Regions from separate parts of the Muntiacus reevesi genome. Here region 1 is linked to region 2. Evidence: chromatin contacts called from public Hi-C data. All regions are on one chromosome and are shown on one strand. Each heading gives the region's core, a stretch centred on a gene start, on an enhancer-like site or on the middle of the called end of the contact. The rest is flanking DNA. Distances are from core to core; before and after follow the strand shown. Region 1 holds the start of SRP72 (signal recognition particle 72). Region 2 holds the start of LOC136153033 (nitric oxide-associated protein 1).

The links. Hi-C and Micro-C count contacts between places; a contact is called where the count stands out from the background.
Region 1: a Hi-C map of muscle shows a contact between it and region 2, with 6 times the contacts expected there. The contact joins the promoter of SRP72 here to the promoter of LOC136153033 in region 2. A contact is called at or near these places in 2 of 3 Hi-C or Micro-C datasets (blood and muscle).

Annotation. Positions count from the first base shown.
Region 1 is chr22:42,590,193-42,595,335 of mMunRee1.1, reverse strand. SRP72 (signal recognition particle 72) reads left to right here and starts at 2,283. Exons shown (of 19, transcript XM_065914209.1): 1 at 2,283-2,435; 2 at 4,262-4,382. The coding sequence starts at 2,327.
Region 2 is chr22:42,095,669-42,100,887 of mMunRee1.1, reverse strand. LOC136153033 (nitric oxide-associated protein 1) reads right to left here and starts at 1,826. Exons shown (of 7, transcript XM_065914675.1): 1 at 432-1,826. The coding sequence starts at 1,689. POLR2B (RNA polymerase II subunit B) reads left to right here and starts at 1,254. Exons shown (of 26, transcript XM_065914674.1): 1 at 1,254-1,377; 2 at 2,382-2,571. The coding sequence starts at 2,553. It also overlaps the pseudogene LOC136153021.

The sequences.
Region 1 (5,143 bases), core at 1,034-3,533, 490 kb before region 2:
TAAAATAGCTTTGCCTTTTTGAGGACCTGCAAACATGCTGATACTGCTGGAGCCCTGTGGGCAAGGGAAGGGTTAAGAGTGGAAGGAAATGTAGATGGAAACGAAAACTAGATCTCTTAGGGTCTATGGGCCACCCTGAAGTGTGACAGGAAAAACTATTGGTAGGTTTGAGCAGGAGATGACATAATGTGTTCAACAGGTTTCAAAGCATTCTCTACTGTTATGTGGACTAAAGGAGATTGGTTAAGAAGTTAACTGTAAATAAATAAGAAAAAAAAAGTTAACTGTATCCAGTTATCCAGTTGAGATGTGACCTTCAACAAGTTATTTAAATTTTTTGTGCCCCCATTTCCTTATGTGTAAAGTGGGACTAATACTACCTATCTCAAGTGATGATGTGAATTAAACGAGTCAATGTATGTAAAGTACATCCTAGCACATGAATGCATCATGTAGAAATTTCATTTGGCTGACTGTAGAGGATAGAATGAGTGGAACTGGTTCCACGAAAATTACCTTGAATTTGATATCCCTTCAGCTGATTTAATCTCTAAAAATAGGAAAATAAGCACAAAGCATGATATGACTTGAATAAAACATGCCATGCCATGGGACATTCACAGTTTCTCCCTGCCATCTTCAGCCCAGTAGTCCTCAGAAAGCCAATGAAAACTTACTTTCAGTGGAGCTTTTTGCATTTAACTTCTCACAACTTCAAACAGTTGGGGAAGAGTTGTTAACCTAGCAAGGTGGTACAGTAAAGATAGCAGTGGCCATGAGCTGGACACAGTTTCTGTTCACAAGGAACTCAGATCAGGGGAGAAATAAGCAAAAACTCATTCAGTTAAAAAGTTGAGTACCAACTATATGCCAGGATGTGGGCTAGATACTAGGGATGCTACAGTAAACAAGAAAAATATAGTCCATCTGGAGAGAGGCCTTAAACAATGAGCAGTGCTCAGAAGTAGAGAACTCCATTAGAGCCTGTAATGAGGAACCTTGCATAGTTTGCAAAGACAAAAGAGGTAACTTTTAACCTAGGACCGGATAAGATAACAGAAATACTGAAGGATGAAAAAGAATGAGCTAGATTGCTGGTAAAGAGCGGGCAGGACAGTGGCAGGAACCGGTAGAATCGGGACAAGAAATGAGTGCAGGCTAAGCGTTCAATAAAATGTTCAGTCATTCTCATCAAGAGTACCCAACAAGGTCTTCCCTTGGTGATCCAGTGGCAAAAACTCGGAGCTCCCAGTGCAGGGGGTTGGGTTTGATCCTGGTCAGGGAACTAGATCCCATACACCCGCCACGAAAACACCGGACGACCCCACCCCGCCACAACTAAGACCTGCCACAGGTCTTATATGAATAAACAAAAAAATTTAAAAATAACAAACATTAAAATATTCGACAGTATTCTGTCCTGACATTCAAACACATCTTAAAGTCTTACAAAAACTCCACCCCGCCCCCATGTCTACTTGAGTGCTTACGATGCCAGGAGGCATGAAGTATCGTTTATCCCTGGAACAATGATTATTATCTCTATTTTTACAGCCGGGAAAACTGGGACTTGACTATTAACGTTCACAAGCGAAACATCTAGCGAGTCACAAAGCCAGGAACTGAACCTGGGTATTCTCACCTCAAAACACATTACCCTTCGGGTCTTACTGCTAACTGCTCTCAAAATGCAAAACAAAGGATAGACAAAAGGTTTTCACCAAATTGTTTGGCACTTGATTCTTTTCTTCCGTGCGTCTCCTCATACTCGCTTCTCTGCGTGAACTTGACCCAAAACTAACCCGTTTTCCTAATCACCTTTCAAGATCCCCTTCAAATAGCAATACCTCTATGAAGTATGCCCAGGCAGCAAGAAGTCGTCTCTCTCTCACTCTCTCTCCCCGCTTCTCTCCTACTCTTTCAAATGGTTCCCTACAGTTTCTAGTTGGCATTTTATCACGCCATAGACCTTTCATCTTCCACAGACTTCTGCCTCGCTCCGCCTTTAGAGACCTGGACACTTCTCCGCCCACAGCGGTCGCCCCGGAAACGCACGCTGCTTTTAGCTGAATCTGTTCTGTGAATCCTTTTCAGCCTCCTCCTGGGGTCCGACGCCTCATTCCTCCAGACCCGCTTTATATAAGGTGTACCAACTCTATCTCCGCAAATTTCTAGCTACAAGAACTACGACCGCTGTCTTCGACGCTGACTCCGGGATAGGGACGCTTCGAACTCCGAAACGCTTAGCAACCACCGGCTTCCTTCTCCGCTTTCCCACCTCCGAGATCCTCTTCCGGGGCAGAGGTCGGCTCGCCTCTCCTCCAAGATGGCGAGCGGCGGCAGTGGGGGGGTTTCGGTGCCTGCGCTTTGGAGTGAAGTGAACCGTTATGGCCAGAACGGTGACTTCACTCGCGCTCTCAAAACCGTCAACAAGAGTAAGTGTCGGGGCAGAGCCGGGCGGGTGGGAGGATGCAGCCCCCTTGCGACCGTCTCCGAGCAGATGCGGGAAGGGGAGACCCCAGCCGGCCGCTAGGGCCGGAACGTCCAGCGGGCGCGGGTCGCAGTCCATTTGTTCAGCCCGGCCAGCTCTGGGTCCTGGGTGGCTTAGAGCCACGTGTACTTCCCTTAGCTCCCCCCGCGAGAAGCGAGGGAGGGATTTAAAGAGACCGCAGCTCCCAACGTCTCCTGTAAACTGTTTTTATTTTACTCCGTTGTTTTCACGCCTTATTTCGCAAATACTCCACGTTGCCTGCTTTTCGCTTTCCTTGTAGTGGAGTGATCAAGACAGTATTGCTAAGGGAGCTTTTTGTTTTGGGCCCCAGCGCGGGGGAGGAACCTGCACACGTAATTTGAAAACTAGTGCTGACGAAGTGGAAGCTGAACAGACTCAGGGTAGAGGGAAGGGTTGGATCTGGATGTTAGGCCTGTCATTGCCACAGATAGAATCCCTCCAGCGTCCCTAGACAAGAAAATGTGTGTGTGAAAGCACTAGCATTTGAAATAATGTTGCAAAAAAAGAAAGGTGTATTCTGTTTTTTGTCCAGTAACTCTCGTTTTTCGAGTAAACTGTCTTCGATGTGACGTTCAATTCATTATATTCTTTTATCATTTACTACCTAACTGTAATATAGCCATGCTTTTTAATGCTCTCTGTCGTTCTCAATTCTTTACTGAAGATATTGCCTGCATTTGTTCGGTTTAGAAATGTAATTACCTGGACAGGGTTTGACTGTTGAAAGCAGTAATAACAGACCAAGGTATGTCTGTAACATACAAGTATGAATTTTCAATAATCTGTTGCTGAGTTAATGTGAAAAGAAGTGATTGTGCCCACAATGCACTTTTTGTGATTTCACACATTGAGGAAAATAGCTACTAATGAGAATTATTTGATTCTTAAACTTGTTTTGAATTAACTTTGGCCTTTGGCTAGGCCTGCTACCAATATTAATCATCACTGTAGTATTTTGCAGGCATTCTTTAATCAGCAAGAGCTGTCAGTTTGTTCTCCAGTGTATATTTTCTTAATTGATAGAAAATACTCTGATTCTTAGACTGAGAATTGAATTCCTATAGTTGCCCAAAAGCAGGAGAAGTGATCCTAATCCTTTTGACACTGAACAGTGCTTTAGCATTGACACTTAGCCAACTGAATTCTTCCTTGTATTTCTTTCTAGTTATATTAGCCGAAAAGGGAAATTTTGAATGGTGTTTGGAAATAGTGCCAGCAAAATAAATTGTATATTTTACAGTATACAAACAAACACAATTTATTTATACAGAGTATTCTCATGTAATTTTCTTAATAACCTTGTGAAATAGGTAATGCTTTCATACTCATTTTGCAACCAGAAAGTTGACATTTGGCAGTCAAAAGACTTGCCCAAGACCTCAAGGCAGTTAGTGACAAACTTATAATCAAACCTGTCATTTGCTGCTAAGTTCTATGTGAACTTTTTTCTTTCCCTGTGAAGTAATGAAATATGTAGGGTATAGCATGCGTCCCAAGATGAAAAAGCAATAGAAAATAGCTTCATTCTTTGTTTCACTGTACATTTTTTTACATGCATCTTGAGAAGCTATGTCACTGGAAAGGCTAACTAGCTCTCCTTATTGTCACTTCTTAACTTAAAGATCAGCCGTTTAAAAAATATTTTGACTAATCATTTCTGCTGCAGTAAAATTGGTGTTGTAGCTTCCTTAGGTGGAAATGTGCAAAGCGAATGGATTTAAAAATTGCTTCCCTAAAATTGCTCTCTAGTACTGCAGATCAACAAAGATGACGTTACTGCCCTGCACTGTAAAGTGGTTTGCCTTATCCAGAACGGAAGTTTCAAGGAAGCCTTGAATGTCATCAACACACACACCAGAGTGTTTGCCAAGTAAGTGATTTAATTAGTTTGTTTATGCACGTTTACCACAGCTATAACCATTTCCATGTTCCCCCCCACCACCATTATTCAGTGATTTTTTAACCTTTTTCCTTCCTTTCCTCTTTTTTCCTCTTGCTTCCCAGTGGTGTTTCTGAAACTGGAAGGAGCAGTAGTAACCTCTGTTCTGTCATGCCTTAAGAAGCCTTTTCTTTACACCTGTCTTCCCTTTGAAGGGAAGGGAAGAAGAAGGGAAACTCTGGAGGGGCATGGGCCATAAACAAGAGTCATAAGAGTTCTTGAAGGATGTAGGGAGAGCAATTCGGCAGAAGTTTAATTTGAAAAAAGGGGTGGGGGACAGATGAGGGCAGAACACATAGGGTAGGAATGTGTAAGTCAAGGCCTCTAGGGTGGTTTGGCAGCCTTAGCCTGACCTCTGTATCTGTCTCCTTTGAGAACTGTTTAGGTGAGTATGATCTAGGCCAAGATCTTTCAGAGTTCTTTAGCAGTCTTTAGAATATATAGTAGTTTTTAAATTTTGTTACTGTTTATCATTATTTTAGGGTTGCACTGGATCCTGGTTGCTGTGCAAGCTTTCTCTAGTTGGAGCCAGCAGTGACTACTCTCTGTTGCAGTGTGTGGGCTTTCCCCTGTGCTGGCTTCTCTTTTTGCAGAGCACAGTTTGTAAGCACACAGGCTTCAGTAGTTGCAGCGTGCGGGCTCGAGGGTGTGCGGGCTTCAGTAGTTGCAGCGCATGTGGGGTCTCGGTTACA
Region 2 (5,219 bases), core at 577-3,076:
TGTTAAATCTGTATAGAATTCTCATGAGTAAACTCAAGATATGAAGGGTAAGACTGAGGGATGGAAGGAGACTTTTCTCCACAAAGTAAAAGGACTTTCTGGAGAAACTTACAAAGGACTAAAACTACAAGGGAAACCTTCAAGAGAGCAAACACTGGTTTGTCCTCTGGTTCACCTACAGTGCTTAGAACAGTGGCTTGAACACAGGAATACTGAGTATTTCTATTTCTTTTGAATTCAAAAGTTACAACATATACTGACTTTGCAAGCACTAAGCTGCCACGGAAGAGAAATGTGAACAAAGAAGGTAGAGAATTTTTAAAGGGAAGCCTCCCACCAGCTCCTGATGGACATTAAGGAAGAGTACATGACTAGGGAGAGTGAATCACGATCAGGCTACCAGCTTCTCAGAATACGAAGGGGACGCTCACCAGGCCAAGGGGAGATGGTGGCCCTGTCGATAGCTTCAGAGCCCTTGGCGATGCAATAATCGGACTCCAGAAGCGTATTGAAAAGAGTGGATTTGCCAGCGTTGGTGGCGCCAACCAGGTAGACGTCGCCGCGGTAGCGCCAGGAGCGCTGGAGTGCGGAGATCAACTCCTCAACTCCATAACCCGTCTTGGCGCTGATGAGCCTCACGTCTCTGAGCACCGTGCTGGACTTCGATGGAAGATTCGCGTTGTCCTCCCCGTCCCGTGGCCGGTCCCCACTGGGATGTTGAGGTCTTCGGTAGCCGCGAGGCGGCAGGAGCCCGGCGCCGATACATTCGTCCCACATTCGCTCCCGGAGCCGCTGCCGGTAGTTGGGAGTGTCCTGGGGCAGCAGGTCCACCTTGTTTCCCAGCACGATCAGTTGCTTGGGGCCCACCAGGGCGGGCAGGTGGGGCAGCAGGGCGTCGGGCAGATCCAGCAGGTCCACCATGTACAGCACCAGGGCGGGTTCGGGCCGCCGCAACGCGGCGCTCACCAGCTCCAGGAACTGCTCCTGGCTCACCTGAAGGCGCAGGGCGCGCCGGTGATGCACCAGCAGCCAGCACCGCTGGCAAACGGTCCGCTCCAGTCCCCCTTCCTCCGCTACCGCGCTGTTAAACTTCTCGCTGGGCAGGTAGCCGGGCACGCCGGGGTCCTGGCAGTGCAGCTCCGCACCGCAGCCAGAACAGTTCTGGCCGCTGGGCGGCACCGTCGGGTCCGGGTGCCCCACCGCTGGGTGCACCCGCCGACCGGCGCCTAACTTCCGCTGCCGCCTCTCCTCCCGCCGCTGCTCTATCCGTTTCTCCTCCTCCTCCTGCCGCTGCTGCAGCTCCCGCAGCTGGTCTTGGAGGGTCGCTTCCGATTCCGAATCCGGGACGTACTCAGGGAACAGAAAACTCTCCTCCAGGTCAGCCCCTCCTTGGTCACCCCCAGTCGCCGTCGCGCCACGAGGAAGGCCACGTCCCAGGCCCGCTGGGTGTCGGGGGGAGGAATCGGTAGCGCATCTCCTCTGGAGGAGCGTCTCGCGGACGCCGTGGCGCGTTACAGTGGGAGTGGGTCCCCGCAAGAAGCCGCAAAGAAGCCTGCGAGCTAGGCGCGCGGGCAGCATGAGAAATGCAGCAGTGGGCAAAGGGGCGGAGCCACCTTTTCGCACGTGCACTGTGGCCCCAGATGAGCGTAAAACTGCAGAGACAGGCCGGGAGGACCTGAGAGCTGTCATTCGTCAGCGTCGCACTGAAGCGCCTCCTTCCACGTCTAATCTCGCGAGTTCCCGCGATGAAGGCTCTGTGGCCCAGAAACCTACTTAAAGCGAAACCGGGGACTTAGCTTAGCGTAGGTCGGTCGAATAGGCTAGTTAGTGAGGGTTTATCCACTTTCAGACTTGTTTAACGCGCTGTCCCTGGCACCACCTGCTGTTAAGAAATCACATTGTTAGAAGCTACGTGTTTGTCTTTTCAACTGGAAAATTAAAAATCGAATGTCGGAGACTTACAGCCACAATTAAAACCTTTTATTAATACATCCGCTTGGCTTTTTTCGGGTATCATTCATTATTCGTGCAACAGCATTAAAATCACATTTCTTAAACATTTTTTTTTCTAAAAAATATGACACATAGTTGGTGTACACAAATCCTTCTTAAAATCTTCGTGTTTTTAAATCTTTGGAACTGAAAAAAATAGAGCACGGGGACAATTAAATCTTTTATTATTAAATCTTTCTTTCTTTTTTTTGGTGCCATTATTTGTGCAACACTAGAAAACAAAGCTTCATTTGCAGGAGCCAGCTCGGAGACAGTAAGCAGCGGTTCTCCCACTCAAGAAGAGGAAACCTCAACCCATAAACCGCGCATGTGCAATACTAACCCTTAACCACCTTTTTTTTTTTTTTTCCCCCCTGCCCTTCGCGCAGGCGCAGACCTTAACTGGAGCCTTTTTGGGCGGGGCTTCGCGTGGGACGCAGAGTATTCTGGGAACGCCGGAGACGGAAATTACTTCGCCTCACTCCGCTGTGGTCGGTGGCAGCTACGCGCCTTTCTGTGTGTGATTTCGAGATTGAGGGGCTCGGGAACCGTTTGCCAAGATGTATGACGCGGACGAGGGTAGGTGACCAGTCAGGGCACTCCTCAGCGACACATTTAAAGGGGGGAAGCGTTGGGAGTTGGACGAGTGAAGGATTTGCGGCCCCCTCCCCAGCCTCCCCCACCACGTCCCCAGCCGTTTCCCCACATCCTCAGGCCGGATCCGAGATTTTGAGAGGTGGAGGGTGCGGGGAACGTAGCCTTTATGATCTCGGTCAGGAGGACTCTTGTTCTCTTGGTTCAACCTGATACTGCCTTCCCGTATTGAAAGTAGCCTGCAGAACCATACGACAGGTACAGTTTTGATTTCGTCTGAAGCAGAGCTCCTTTTCTTTTCTTTCTTCATTTATTTTTATTAGTTGGAGGCTAATTACTTCACAGTATTGTAGTGGTTTTTGCCATACATTGACATGAATCAGCCATGGATTTACATGTATTCCCCATCCCGATCCCCCCTCCCACCTCCCTCTTCACCCGAATCCTCTGGGTCGTTAAGGCCAGCGCTAGTGGATTTGTTGAATAGTTTTTGAGCGTCAGCCTGTGCCAAACATTGCGCTAAGTTCTGGAACTACACCGGGGACAAAGAATATAGTTTCTGTATATGTGTGTATGTGGAGGTGGGGCAGAGTTTGATCTAGTTTGGCATTCCCGGTAGCTCAGACAGTAAAGCGTCTACCTACAATGTGGGAGACCCGGGTTCGATCCCTGGGTCGGAAAGATCCCCTGGAGAAGGAAACGGCAACCCACTCCAGTATTCATGCCTGGAAAATCCCATGGACCGAGGAGTCTGGAAGGCTGTAGTCCATGGGGTCGCAAAGAGTCGGACACGACTGAGCGACTTCACTTCACGTTGTTATATGCCTAAGTAAATTATCTTAAAAAGTGATATTTACATTTTCTCTGACCACGAGATGACACAGTTCTCGATGGTATGTATTTTACTGAACAGGGACGCTATGTCTTTTTTTCTTTTTACATGTAGAAGTCTTAGTCATGAGTAGTGTATTTTCATTGTATATTTTTAATGCTCCCTCTTCCATTCTCCACAACTCCTTTTTCAGAGTTCATTTTTTTCAGCTCCCAACCTCCTGGTTGCCCCTCACTCTTCTGTTCCTTCACTTACTTCATGGAGAAAATAGAAGCAGAAACTTAAGGTCTACTGTTTAAACTTCTGTCTCATTTTTATCTTGCATCTAGAAATTTATTAATATCATTGTATTCTTTTTCTTCTATCTGCGAAAAAGATTAGAAAAAAAACCTTAACTTAATTTTTTAGTAGGTGATATATTCTCATTTCTCACAAGCTAGAAGACATAAAAAATGTTAAAAGGGATAAATGGTCAATAAGTATAAAACTAACTTCATTATTACAGCTCCTTTTCCAGCTTATTAACTTCTGTGTGCCTGTGATAATAACATCTAGTGTGTCATCAAAACTAGAAATCTCTTGAGCCATTTTAGATACCTTAGTTTTTTTTTTTAACCTCTTTTCTCACATGTAGGAGTCAGCAATTCCAGACAATTCAAGAAGCATTTATTAATATAATTTATTTTGGATTATACATCAAATTTTGAATCAGAGTTCTTAAGTTTTATACACTGTGTATATAGGTCAGAGTAGAAAAACAAACAAACGAAATTACAGCACACATATTCTTTAAGATGATGAGACTGTTTGTCATGGAGAAGCTTCCGCAGGTCCTGAGTGGCCATGACAAGGAGGAACAGGGCCTGACTCTGCCGGTCCTTGATGCCTTGTCCCTTAGTTTTAACACCAAGCTGAAGTGGTTTGCCTTAGGCTTCATCAGTGGTATCTTCTGCAACCTTGGAAATGGATTGCTGTGTCTCCCTGGAGGCATAAAGCTTTTTGCAGTGTTTTAAACCTTTGGAAATACTGCTACCTTAGCCAGTACATGCTTTTTAATGGGACCCGTGAAACAACTGAAGAAAATGTTTGAAACGATGAGATTTTTTGTAACAATTATGCTTTTGTGTTTCGTCCTCATCCTGTGTGCTGCTCTTGGGTGGCAGGAGAAGGGACTGGCCGTATTCTGCAGATTGCAGTTCCTGTCGATTACCTGGTATAGTCTGTCATACATCCCATGCGCAAGGGATGCAGTAATTAAATGCTGTTCTTCTCTCCTGAGCTGAGAACTCTTTGAAGAGAAGGAGACTGGAAGGACCTTTTGAAAGTCCATGTTCTGTTTTTGGTGACGTGGCCTTTTCCTGATACAGTGATCACTCCAGAACAACTGCAGCGACCATCTAAGACCATTTTGTATACTGATAAGACTACATACCCATTAAACTGTTAAGTGCTTGTGACAGTGAATTCATTATGTGCCATTAATATGCTCTTTCAGAGACAAGGATATTTTAATCATTGCCAATTGTAAGTGATTTTTAGCAAGTTTTAAAATCTTTTCTAAACAGCATTTGAGATGTAAATACTTAAGGATAAATCTACACTGCAAGATATAGTCAACTTTTTTGGTGGCTTCTATGTGTTTACATTTTAAAAATATCTTTTTAAAATAAAAACTTTAAATGTGAAAATTTTTACTTTAAGCTAAGCATTGCTTTATTGTATGTAATAAAAAATAATGTAGAAATTTCATAATTTTGAAATAAACCCACACTTGGAAAAAAAATTAAAAAAAAAAGATGAG